Linked DNA regions of Macaca mulatta: region 1 is linked to region 2. A link is a contact called in public Micro-C data. All regions are on one chromosome and are shown on one strand. The core of a region is the stretch at or near the end of the contact, and the rest is flanking DNA. Distances in the headings are between cores, read along the strand shown. Region 1 holds the start of MCM10 (minichromosome maintenance 10 replication initiation factor). Region 2 holds the start of OPTN (optineurin).

The links. Hi-C and Micro-C count contacts between places; a contact is called where the count stands out from the background.
Region 1: a contact with region 2 is called in a Micro-C map of CD4 T cells, with 12 times the contacts expected there. The contact joins the promoter of MCM10 here to the promoter of OPTN in region 2. A contact is called at or near these places in 5 of 14 Hi-C or Micro-C datasets (CD4 T cells, blood, cortical neurons and 2 more).

Annotation. Positions count from the first base shown.
Region 1 is chr9:14,717,710-14,724,228 of T2T-MMU8v2.0, forward strand. MCM10 (minichromosome maintenance 10 replication initiation factor) reads left to right here and starts at 1,926. Exons shown (of 20, transcript XM_077945771.1): 1 at 1,926-2,038; 2 at 4,826-4,910. The coding sequence starts at 4,904.
Region 2 is chr9:14,658,997-14,666,025 of T2T-MMU8v2.0, forward strand. It overlaps OPTN (optineurin), which reads left to right and starts at 3,481. Exons shown (of 15, transcript NM_001032897.1): 1 at 3,481-3,558.

The sequences.
Region 1 (6,519 bases), core at 676-3,175, 57 kb after region 2:
TGGACTCAACGCACTCAAGCCTTAGCACAGTCTTCTGTAGTTTTAGCCTTTTCCCGGAAAATCGGCTTAGTTAGCCCACCATGGCCACTCTGCTTCCTGTCATAACACCGCTTTCCCTGGGCATACACAGAATCCTTGTCCTTCGTGAACTGTGTCACTTTGTGGGGTTGGTGCTTGCCACACTTCTTATAGAAAGTCCGGTGGGTTTTAGGAACGTTCATAATGTTTGTGTGAGCGCTATCGGCCTGGAAAAGCCACATTCAATGGATTTAAAAAAATCTCTTTGAGGCCGGGCGCGGTGGCTCAAGCCTGTAATCCCAGCACTTTGGGAGGCCGAGGCGGGTGGATCACGAGGTCAGGAGATCGAGACTATCCTGGCTAACATGGTGAAACCCCGTCTCTACTAAAAATACAAAAAACTAGCCGGGCGTGGTGGCGGGCGCCTGTAGCCTCAGCTACTTGGGAGGCTGAGGCGGGAGAATGGCGTGAACCCGGGAGGCGGAGCTTGCAGTGAGCCGAGATCGCGCCACTGCACTCCAGCCTGGGAGACACAGCGAGACTCCGTCTCAAAAAAAAAAAAAAAAAAAAAAAAAAAAATCTCTTTGCCTAATTGTTTCTCAAACTCACCTCCACTTCTTTTCTCAACGTCACCACTATACTAATTCCAATAAGAAGTGCTTGATTCCTCATTTAAGGAAGGTTTGCGGGTTTAGATTGGTTCTGTTTCTGACTCCTTGCATGGAACTGGATGCAAAGAGGACCTGGACAGTCAAGGTGAAGAAAAGAACTTCGGAGTACTGATCAGAACTGGTCAAGGAATTTCTGCATAATGGCTAAGAATAAATCTATGATGAAGCTTTTTAAAAATAACTAGATGTAGTGATGCATTTAAACACACTTTTGCAACTTGATTGCTACAGTTCCTCTATTACTATGAATTTTTCACACTAGCAGCTCTCAGAAATGGTTTTATTGCTATTCCTGAGCCAATATAGATTTAAATAATATAGGCGTAAATAATAGGGCTGAGCTCATAAATGGAGCAGTAATACTCCATTAGGACACAGGAAAAAAGTCAACGTAGATGGCATCAGGACTGTTTATCTTCAGTCTTCCTAAAGTCGATTTTAATTGTTCTGACAATGAAAGTAGATAGTGGATAGAGATACGATCTTATACCAAAAGGATTATTAGTGGGGGAACTGCAGTACCTGAATAGTGTCTGCAAGGAGGAAAAGGGGGGGTGGGAAGACTCAAAGTGGTCATTTGGTCCGTCAAAGTCTCTTCTGCTATCAATCCCTTGAAATTATGTAAAAGCTAAATGTTATTCTGCATTTAGAAACTATGTTGTTATTATTATGTACAAACACTATTTTTAAGAATGTAAATACATAAAGAGGTCTGCATTTTACTGCAAAAAATTCTGTGAAAGATATGGTCTGCTGATAAGTTCTCTTCAGCCCTGACGCCCCTTAGAAGTCCCAAAAATCTATGGACCAGGAATTACTCGGGAAATGGTGGTTTCAGTGTAAAAGATGTCATCTACCCTTTCCCTCACTGCACAGATGGTGAAGGGGAAACTGAGAGAGATAAGTCACTTCCCCAAGGCCAGACGGGGTAAAAGTGGACCGTATCTGTTTGGTCCTGAGCCCAAACATTTCGAATGGACACAAGGCTGACAAAGGAACAGTCGGTCCCAGAGCGTCAGGAGTGGAACTTGACCACAGGAAAAATACTGGGTGGGACGACTTAAACTTCCAGGCACCAGAGGGCGCCAGACACTCTATTTTACCTAAAGGAGACTGGCTGCTACCGACAGGAAGTGCCCTTGCCCTCAACAAAGAGGGCGCCCAATGACGTAAACCAATCCGATTGCTCTGCGCGAGGGCCTGGGGTTCGCTGACGTAGCCAATCAGTGTGGTCCCACAGCCGCGTGCGTGTGACGTCAAGGCAGGGGCGGAATCCGGTTGGAATTTTGGCGGGTTAGTCTGTGGACCAAGAAGGCGTCCCGGCACCAGTTGAGGAGCGCAGACCCCAGGCATGCGGGTGATCCTCGGGCGGCGGGGCCGGGGCCGCCTCGCATGTCTGTGCGCGGGGTGCAAGGGATCTGAGGGCGAGAGGCGCGGGGTCTTGGGAGCTCGGGTGGGCGCGATCTGGATTTGGCGGCAGCTCGGGACCGCGCGGGGCTGGCATGGCCGGGCCGGGGGCTGGGAGTCGCCGGCCGTCTACTAAGGAACCGGGTTCTTCTTTTTAAAAGCAGCCTTTTAAGTGCTTGCCAAGTGCCTGCCGCCTGGGCTTGCTTTTATTCATTGATTCATTCATTGATTTCTTGTAGTCATGATTTGCTAATGATTATTGAACGCAGATGGTGTGCAGGGCTGGGATCACATTTACGCTGCCTTCACGGCGCTTACAGTTTAAAGGGACGAGCAGGCAATAAACAAATGCACGACAGTGGACGACTCAGGGTCGTCCAGAAAGTCTCAGAAAGATGAATAAGTGGAGACTAAAGGGCGATAAGGACCTGGGGGGAGCTTTCTTCCGACAGAGCCTGAGACCTCAAAGCAACTTAGTGTGTTCCAGAAAGTGGAAACGGGCTGGCCCGGCTGGAGCATTGTTTTGGGTGTCTGGGTGGGTAGAATTGGACGTGGTGGATTGTGGAAAAGGTAAGGGAGTAGAAAGCTTGGAAAGGGAGAGAGAATATGTATCATTGCCTCGCAGGCTTTGCAGATTTTGTTCTAAGGGCAATGAAAAATCATTAAAGAATTTCAACGAAGGGACCCCCATGATCTGATTTATGTTCCTAAAAGGTTACTAAGGAAAGGGAAGGTTGCTGTGGCTGTTGTATGGAGAATAGATTGCAGGGGGACAAAGAGACCAGCATAGAAAGCTAACACAGTCATCGGGTGAAAGGTTGATGGTGGCTTGGCCTAGGGTTCTGGCAGTGAAGTTGGAGAGAAGTGGTAGATTTGAGCAGTGTTTTGGAGATGGAACCACAGTACTTGTCAGTGGCCCTGGATTTGAGGGCGAGGGAGGGTGCACAGTTTCATTTTGGGGGAAGGCGAGGCAGGTTATAGACTTGAACAAGACAGTTTGCTCCTAACCCTCAGGAAGCTTACTGTCCAATAGATTCCCCAGTAGATAGCCCAGTGTGTGGCACATGAGGGGGCCGTGGAAATGTTTGTTGAATGAATTTTTTAAAAACGACCAGCCGTGGTGACTCACGCCTGTAATCCCAGCACTTTGGGAGGCCCAGGTGGGCGAATCACAGACCAGCCTGGCCAAGACGGTGAAACCCTGTCTCTACTAAAAATACAAAAAATTAGCTGGGTGTACTGGCAGGCGCCTGTAATCCCAGCTACCTGGGAGGCTGAGGCAGGAGAATCACTTGAACTCGGGAGGCGGAGCTTGCAGTGAGCCGAGATCGCGCCACTGCACTCCAGCCTGGGCGACAGCGTGAGACTACATCTCAAAAAAAAAAAAAAAAAAAAAGCCCGCGCGCGCGCGGTCGCTCACGCCTGTTATCCTAATACTTTGGGAGGTCGAGGCGGGCGGATCATAAGGTCAGGAGATCGAGATCATCCTGGCTTAAAAGGTGAAACCCCGTCTCTACTAAAAATAGAAAAAATGAGCCCGGCCTGGTGGCAGGTGCCTGTAGTCCCGGCTACTCGGGAGGCTGAGGCAGGAGAATGGCGTGAACCCGGGAGGCGGAGTTTGCAGTGAGCCGAGATTGCGCCATTGCCCTCCAGCCTGGGTGACAGAGACTCTGTCTCAAAAAAAAAAAGCGCCTTTGGGAGGTCAAGGCAGTCGAATCACTTGACGTCAGGAATTCAAGACCAGCCTGGGCAACATGGCAAAACTCTGTCTCTACAAAAAACTCAAAAATTAGCCGGGTGTGGTAGCGCACACTTGTAATCCCAGCAACTTGGAAGGCTGAGGCAGGAGAATCGCTGGAGCCTGGGAGGCGGAGGTTGTAGTGAGCCGATGGCACCATTGCACTCCAGCCCCAGCGACAGAGCAAGATCCTGTCTAAAAAAAGAAAAGAAAGCACCCTAATCACTGTAATTAGTTCTTTGACATTGAACTTGCCAAAGAGCACATGTAAGTTAAATAAGAGCCTAGAAAAATTTATCCTTTTTTTCTTGCAGTTTAAAAAATCTTCTTAAATGAAAAGAGAAGTGCACAGAGTGATACAACTTTGTCTTAATTAGTGTGCTGTTTCTCTGTGCTTTGCTGACAGTATTGAATCAAAATCATGATTGTCACTAAGGCTGCGACTAAGCAGAATCACACAGTAAGCTGCCGTGGATAATGCAGATGTCAGGTGTGTTACAGTGAATAAAATGAGAGAATAGCCTAATTTAGATCGACCCCAATAATTCATGTGTGTGTGTCATTTTTTAAAAAGAGACCAGGTCTTGCTATGTGACCAGGCAGGTCTCAAACTTCTGGCCTCAAGTGATGCGCCCATCTTAGCTTCCCAAAGTGCTGGTATTACAGGCGTTGAGCCACCGTGCCCAGCCAACCCCAATAGTTCTTCCTCATAATTTATCTCATCCATGTAATCTAGTGCAATACAAACTGCTCTGCATCTCAATGAATTTCTGTAACCTCAGTTTAAAGACAAGTAAAAGTGAGCTGGTTACATCCAGGGAGGGAGATGGCATTGGTGGTGTGGAGAGAGGAGGCGGGACGTGGTCAGATTCTGGATGAATTCTGAGGTTAGAGCCCAGAGGAGTGGTAGGATTCTGGGTTTGCTGGAGGTGTGTGTTGTGAGTGAAAGAGAAGAATTGAAAGTGACGTTTCTAATATTGATTTCACACAGACAAGATTCTACATTGCTCATCTCCTGGGCACCTGAGCCTCCTTTGAAGTTTCCTGTCACAACTGTCCTCTTGACGGCATGGATGGTAAGGCCTGGCAATTTTCTGTTTCTCTGTTTCAAGGAAAACTACCCTTTTGTCCATGGACTTGTTATTTATTCCACTTGTGAAATGGTGAAAATGCTCCCCAGCCCTCAGGTATTGTCTTAGAGGTTCTGAAGCAATCTCACATCTCACAGAGGTCACTGAATGTTACTTGCTTTTATCAGATGAGATTTCTTCTGGCAACAGTGATTGTCTTTCATAATTACAATAGCTGGTAGGTGTACAGTGGGCCAGGCACTGCTCCAAGATTCTTATGGAAATTAACTGATTCAGTCCTCGGGCAAACATATTTTATAGGCAGGAAAACAGGGATGTTTAGTAACTTGTCACAGTTCAAGCTGGCAGAGCAGGGCTTTAAACCAGGCAGTCTGACTTCAGAATTTACATTTGATAATGAAATCTGTTGAAGCGATTTTAGTGTAGCACTGACTTAAATTCTTATTAATATAATCCTTTCTAATTTTGTTCATTTTGCAAGGGGTGTATACAAAATGTTTACCTAGAAAAGAGATGTTGCACTAATTAGCAATCATCTAAAATGATTGTACTGGGCCGGGTGCAGTGGCTCACACCTATAATCTCAGCACTTTGGGAGGCCGGGGTGGTAGGATTGCTTGAGCCCAGGAGTTCGAGACCAGCCTGGGCAATAGAGTGAGACCTCATTTCTATTTTTAAAAAATTAAAATGATTGTGCTGGTTGTGAAGAGATCTAGTTGCATAATTGAACTCATAATCTGAAACTGGATTTTTTTTTAAAATTCAAACGTATTACACTTTGCCCTTTAAAAAAAAACTTGAAATTCCTCACACTGTGATGCACAGTGGCCCTCCGTTGCCCCTGAGAGATGCGTTTCAACACTCCCAGCCGATGCCTGAAACCGAGGATGGTACGAAACCCTAGGCATGCTGCGTTTTTTCCTGTACATACATACCTGTGATAAAGTATAATTTATGAATTAGGCCATAACAATAACAATAATAAAATGGACAACATAATAAAATGGAACAATTATGACAATATACTGTAATAAAAGTTATGTGAATGTGGTCTCTCTCTAAAGTATCTATTGCACTCTCAAAATATCCATTATACTGTCCTCAACCACAGTGACCATGGAAAATCAAAACCACAGAAAATAAACCCTCAGATAAGAAGTTATTCCTTATGTGAAACTCATTGCCTGATGGTATCATGGTAGTTTCCTGTTTCTTAAAATTGGCAAATTGCCTACAGAGCAGGTTATATAATACAAAGCATCACTTTTTGCTATGAGATTGACATGAAAATAGGAAGTGAATGGATACATGTTCTCTAAGAAATCATAGTATCTATCTGGAAACAGTATAGGTCAAGAAAAAAAAAATCATAATATTTAGGCCAGGAGTGGTGGCTCATGCCTGTAATCCCAGCACTTTGGGAGGCCAAGGTGAGTGGATCACCTGAGGTCAGGAGTTCGAGACCAGGCTGGCTAGCATGGTGAAACCCCATTTCTACTAAAACTACAAAAATTAACCTGGTGTGGTGGCATATGCCTGTAATCCCTGCTACTCAGGAGCCTGAGGCTGGAGGATCACTTGAATCTGGGAGGCG
Region 2 (7,029 bases), core at 2,231-4,730:
ATCAGGCTTTCTCAAAAGACAAGAAGAAAGGCTGTACTTCTAAGAGCTGTTGCCAGGAGTCCAGCCAACACTCCTGAAGGTAGGAAGCCCGAAGGGACTCGTTGCGAACTCCAAACAGAGGAGATTGGGGTGGAAAGGAACACGAGGAACATCAAACACGGATTAGGATCTCACTAAACACCCTCCCACACTGCTCTACATTTACCCACCACAAAACCACATCAGCAAATCAGCTAAGAGCATGCTATTATTTCAGTGTTTTCACTGCATTTAGATTCCATCTACCCATGGAAGTGTGCAGGAGGATGGAGTCACCAAACGGGACGATCCAGGCTAAGAAACAGCACCAGCTCTAACACAAGCAACAGCAACAAACACCATGTGCCAGGCATTTTTCTAGGTGTTGAATACATATTTCCTCTTTAATCCTCTCAGCATCCTTAGGTGAGGGCTGTGGGTCCAAATGCCTTATTTAAAAATTTGGGGTGGCTCACACCTGTAATCCCAGCATTTTGGGAGGCCAAGGCGGGTGGATCACCTGAGGTCAGGAGTTCAAGACCAGGCTGGTCAATATGGCGAAACCTCATCAATACTAAAAATGCAAAAATTAGCTGGGTGTGGTGGTACATGCCTGTAATCCCAGCCGCTCTGGAGGCTGAGGCAGGAGAATCGCTCCAAACCAGGAGGTGGAGGTTGCAGTGAGCTGAAATTATGCCACTTGACTCCAGCCTGGGCAACAGAGCAAAACTCTACCTCAAAAAATAAAATAAAACCTTTGGGTCAAGCCCTGCTTTAGAGTCCAGAATTTTGGGGATTTTCAAAAGGCTATTCAATGCATGGGATTTATATCACATAACACCCTGACAGGGTCTGACGCAGTTCTCCTATTGACTAATCGATTTTCCTTCACAAAACAAATTTAAAAATCACATCAAGGGATCTAAATAAAGACTGTAAATAGTTTTCCATCAGTTGGGTCAGGTCAGGAAAAAAGGTTTGGTCCTTAGAACTTTCTGGATTTGGGAGCGTACTATACTCCCCATTTTACAGATAAAGGGAATGAGGAAGGGTAAGATGAAGTAACTTGGTCAAGGTCCTGTAGCTAAGAAGTGGCTGGGGGGGAAGTGTGTGTGCATGGGTGTGTGTAGTGCCTCAGGGCACTCCCCATCCCCGCACCCCACCACTGGGAGCAAGGGTTCAGGAGGAAACAACTTTGACTGCTTTCTCTACCAGAAACTCACCTTGAGCCTCCCACACCAAAGTCATGGGCAGCTTGCGGGTGACCTCCTTCCCTTGGCTCATAGTTTCACTGATGCTCATTTTAATTCACTTTCATAGGGTTGTTTTGTTCTCGTTTTGTTTTTGTTCGAGACAAAGTCTCCCTCTCGCCCAAGCTGGAGTGCAGTGGTACAATCACAGCTCATTGCAGCCTCTCCCTCCTGGGCCCAAGCAATCCTCCTGCCTTGACCCCCCAAAGTGCTGGGATTACGGGTGTGAGCCACTGTGGCCCACCTATAGGGTTTTAAATAGTAAAAGGAGCCTAGTGAAGTACGACTTACCCCCAGGAACCCCTTACAGGCCCCGGAGGGACTCTCTTCCCCCGATCCCAGGGTACAGCTGTGACGCCATCTTTTCTGCCTGGATTATCCCAGTAGTTAAACAAAAATTAGAGAACGTCATTCCATTTCTCTCTGTATATATTTTTCCAAGCCCTTTTCACGAATGATCAGTTATTTCCTGCACTGAATTTTTATTTTTATTTTTATTTTTTATTTTTTTTGAGACAGAGTCTCACTCTGTCACCCAGGCTGGAGTGCAGTGGCACTATCTCGGCTTACTGCAAGCTCTGCCTCCCCGGCAAGCGATTCTTCTGCCTCAGCCTCCCGAGTAGCTGGGACTACAGGAGAGCACCATCATGCCTGGCTAATTTTTGTATTTTTAGTAGAGACAGGCTTTCACCATATTGGCCAGGCTGGTCTCAAACTCCTGACCTCGTGATCTGCCTGCCTCGGTCTCCCAAAGTGCTGGGATTACAGGCGTGAGCCACCGCGCCTGGCCCTCCTCCACTGATTTAAAAAAAAATTTTTTTTTTTAAATTCTCTTTCTCCCCACTCCCACCCCCAGGCTCACTCCTTATAAAGCAGCCTCTAGCCTCATCTGCCCCTCCTACACCACACCAACTCGAGGGCCCGGAATTGGGTCTGGGGCAGTCCCTGACTTGCTTGCTTCCCTGCCTTGCTCTTGCGGTTAGCCTCAGGAGCAGGGTTGAGGGTCAGGCTTGGTCAGGCAGCGGGAGGTCCAGACAGTGAAGCGGAATCCTTCGGAGATACCAGTAGAGGGCGCATCTGCCTTTTTCTATTTCAGATTAGAGTTTTTTTGCTTTTGTTTTTCTCTCTCTCTCTCCTTTGCGTTTCCTTCCTGACAGTGAGCAGCGTGGATGCGCAACCACGTGCTCTTATTCTCACTGATTTGGGCGGTGCCAGCGCCTCCATTTGTAAATCTAGTTCTTCCCGGATTTCACGCCCTTCTTGGGTTTAGGCACGAACTTGCCCCCAGGCTTCTCCCAGGCCACCTGGGTCCCCGTCCTCATTTCTGTTTATTCCTCCTGCACGAGGGTCCCGGGGCCGGCAGCACCGCCTGGCCCAGGCCTCGACCTCGCGATCGGACGCTGCGCGTGTGGGTGACCGCGTCCCTGAGGCGCTGCCCGGGTGCTCGGGATGCACACAGGGCGGCTCTCCCTCCTACCTTGTCATCCTACTGTCTAATCCGGGGACAGCTTCCCTCCTCCACACCAGCGAGGCTGCTTCCCAGATGCAATCCCCGCGCACCCGTGAATCCCGGCGCCGGACACCTGGAGCACCCGGAGGTTAGCGGAGCCTGTTTTCGGTAACAAGAGCCCAAGAAGCATCCTGCAGGCTTTCTGCTTTTTGAGTGTATTTTAAAGCGAAAACGGGTGGAAAGCTATGTATGCTCAGTTAACTATGTCTAGATGTAAGCGTTTTTTAAAAAAACACAGATGGAGGCCTCCCTCCGAGGATGCCTGGGATTCTCCTCTTTCTGTGGGCGGCAGCGACCCCCCTGCGGCTCTAGCCTCCACTAAGGGATCTGCGGGGAAGACACAGGGAAGACCAACTCCGCACACTGGATTTGATTAATGATTTATTTTGATTAACGCCGTCACAGTGACGCCTTGGCGTAGTCCCTGTTCACCCGGGTCCCAGCCTCGACCCCGCACGGACCGCGAGGGTGGGTAGCTGGGGAAGGACGCAGGAAAGGGGCGGGGCGGGGCCTGGGGTGGGCGGGGCCTGGGGCGGGGCCCGGGAAATTCCCCGGCGCGGGCAGGGAGCGGCTGGCGGTCAGCTGAGCGGCGCTGGGCGGGGTCGCGAGGCCGCGCATCAGCCCGAGGCTCCCCAAGCCCTGGTGCCCCAGCCGCCGCCGCCGGCGCCGCCGCCCCCCGGCAGGTTCCCTGGTCAACGTCCCATCCCGGTCGGCAGCTCTCTCCAGGCGGCACGATGCCAAGGAAGCAGTGACCCTGAGCGAAGCCAAGCCGGGCGGCAGGTGAGCCAGGGCAGGAGGCTGCAGAGGTGGGCGAGGGGGCGGCGGCTCCTTCCCGACGGGCTCTTCTCCAGCCTGAAAACGGTTCCCGCCGCCCTGCCCCGCGGCCCGGAGCCTGTCGGGGTGAGGGTGGCGAGGGGTGGGGCGGCCCTCCCGCGAGACTGCTGCCCTGGGAGGATCCCCAGGCCCCGGCGGGTCCTGACCTGGTGGGAAAGGGTGGGTAGTGAACAGAGGGTGGGTCCAAGAACCGTCCAGGGCCGGCCTGGCGGCCACAGGTAACCCCTCTGCAGGTCACCCGGAGGCTTGGAGGTGACGTCCTCCCGCAGGCTGGGAAGGATTCCGCAGCCAGTTCCTGCCCATAAGGAGGAGGTGGTTACAGACACACCTGTGGGAGACGTGGGACCACTACTTGAGCTGAATGAGGTGCCCAGGGTCCGTACCACAGAGTGACCCCTTTCTAAGGGGGTGGGAATCCACATAGACTACTGTGTCTGGGAGAGTCTGTACACTCTATATAGAGAGAATATTTGATGAGGCCGAGAACCCCAAAGGAATTGTTTTTGCCATCGAAATGTATAAGCTACAGGCAGTAAACATCACTCAAAGAAAATGAAACCCAGGTTCCGGCCTGGCCTCCACCACCAGGAAAACTGTTGTATGGAAATGTACACCATGGAACTGTTTGTAAGGATGAAATGGAAAATGAAAGCATAGAAAAGTAAGGCAATGTGAGAACCTCAGAAGCCTTTGGAGCTGGTTAGCAAGGTGCAGGCAGTGTGAACAGAAGAACCCACCTTGCTCTTTTGACCCAGGGAGAGAAGAGTTAGCGGGGCCAGGCTGCCTCCCAGGACAGGTGCAGTTTTGGGGCAGGGGCTGGAGAGGTCCCAGGGCAGACGCCAAGGCCAGGGATTGCCCTGGAGTGGACAAGGCAAGTTTAAATGTGACCTTTAGAGAGAGGACGATCATTGATTTAAGTCCTGGCATAACTGATCTGTTTTTCCACTGGGCCAATTTTGGGTGTTCTTTATATATTATGTACAACACTGTAAAAGTAGCAGCTTCTTTTTTATAAATTAACCTTTAGGTTGCATATTATGCTAGGAATATAACTAACCTAACCTCCCCCGCCTCCCGTCTCCGGAAAACCAAACTTTATTCTGGAAGGCAACTGGACACTGTATTATGTCCTGCTGAACTCCCGCCCTTAGGTAGACGCGTGTAAGTATTCTGGCCATGAAATACACCTTCTGTTTTTTAGAGATTTGGCATATTTGATATATGTTCTTTGGAATTTATGAAATAGAAAACCCAAAGGAAAAGGAAAAATATTAAATTCTTTAAAAAAAACATTTCATTTAGAAAGAAAAAATTATTTTAAAAGCTTTGGTTGTTACCACTTTGACATGTGTATGAGGATTATTAGCATCTGTGTTACGAAGTGATACCCAGATGACTTTGCAGTGACAGAAAAAAAGCACTTCTAATTTTTCAAATAAGTTAGAAAAGTGGATTTCGAGAATCTGGATGTAAATGCCGTGGAACTGTGGAGAAACTCCTAACAACACTAGCATGCTGAGTTTGTCACCTACACAGCAGAAAGCATTTTACAGGTATTACACTTAAAAATACCTCATTATGCTATATTTTCAATTGATTTCGACATTTACTGCAAACCTGCTATGTGCCAGTCTCTAGTAAGAATAACGTGGAGAGAAAGTACACGGGCAAACGATAGCAGTAATTTCAGAGTGGGCGGAGGAGGTGGAAATGCAGAGTGTTCTTGGGTGCTCGGGTAGGGAACAGTTCATATGACACAGGACATCATATTTAAGCTGAACATTGATCTGTCCAGTGGAAGTTTGCCAGGACACAAGGGGAGCCAGACATTTCGGGCAGAGGGCAGAAGAGAGGCAAGGACGCAGAAACAGAAGAATGCAGAGAACCGCGAGCTCTTTAACGTGCCTTGGGTATGAGTGTTTTGGTGGCAGGAGGTGACTCTGCTGGGTCATTTGGGCCTGGGCCCTGAAAGGCCACATTTATCTTGCTAAGAAGCTGAAAGTCTGTCTTGTACGGGAAGGATGCACTCAGGGGACTGACCTCATATTGCAAAAGAAACCATGAGGGCAACAGGACTGAAATTGACAGGGCTGAAAGTCAGTCATTTAGGAGGCTGTTAAAATATATTCAACAGATATTTACTGAGCCCTCCGTTCTATGTGGCAAGTAATGTTCTCAGTCCTGGGGATACAGCAGTGGACAAAATAGGCAGAACCCCTGTCCTTTGTGGAGGTCAGTGTGGCTGTGGTACAGACAAGATAAGGGCCTGAACTAAGCCTGTGGGGATGGAGAGGAGGCAGTGGATTTTAGAAACACTTAGGAGGGCCAGGCGTGGTGGCTCATGCCTGTAATCCCAGCACTTTGGGAGGCCGAGGCGGGTGAATCACTTGAGATCAGGAGTTCAAGACCAGCCTGGCCAAAGTGGTGAAACCCCGTCTCTACTAAAGATACAAAAATTAGCCGGGCATGGTGGCATGCGCCTGTAATCCCAGCTACTTGGGAGGCTGAGGTGGGAGAATCGCTTGAACTAGGGAGGCGGAGGTTGCAGTGAGCTGAGATTGTGCCACGGTAGTCTAGCCTAGGCGACAGAGTGAGACTGAGTCTTAATTAAAAAAAAAAAAAAAAAAGAATTATTTAGGAGGTAGAGGTGATGGCATTTGGTGACCCATTAGACTTGGAGAAAAGGGGACTGGGAAGAATCAAGCCTCACTCCCTTGGGCAGCTAGGTTAAAGCTGCTGCCATTTTCTGTATATTACTAAAATACAAAGTCACAATATCCCTTCTAGTGTGTAATGATGAAGCTATTTTTACCCAATTAGTAGGATGCATACTCTAAGTTCTTTTTCCAGGGTGATGAAGGATTTAGTTGATGCAATATTAGAATCTCGCCCCCCTTGTGAACCCAGAGTCTTCATAGAATTTGCCAGTAGCCAACTCTTGTCTCTGGTCAAAAATCAAGTTTTCACTGTTTAAAACTCATTTATCCCATGTAGGGATTGAACCTATGAATACTTCGTTAACAAATTTGAAGACTTGGCCATACCAGGGCAAGGGCCTAACCTTGTACCTCGTCCAGTGTCCACTGTGGAGAAGTCAGTGTAAAGCAGGTACCATTTGACACATAATGACTTTCTGACCACTGGAGCCATCCCACAGTGGAATAGACAGTGCCTGCTAAGGTCACTGCACTTGTGCTGTGTCATTGAAACACTCAAGCCTGCTCTATAGGATCATGTGCCATCGAAACCAGACAAGACATTCTTGCATTGAATATGTTGGTCTGGATCATCTCTAAGGCCAACTCAGGAATCAGATTTATGCTGGTGTTTACAAGGTCAAGTCATGACTATAATTACTTGATCTCTGGAATTTAAATGTATATACACACACATGCACACACACACACACACACAGAG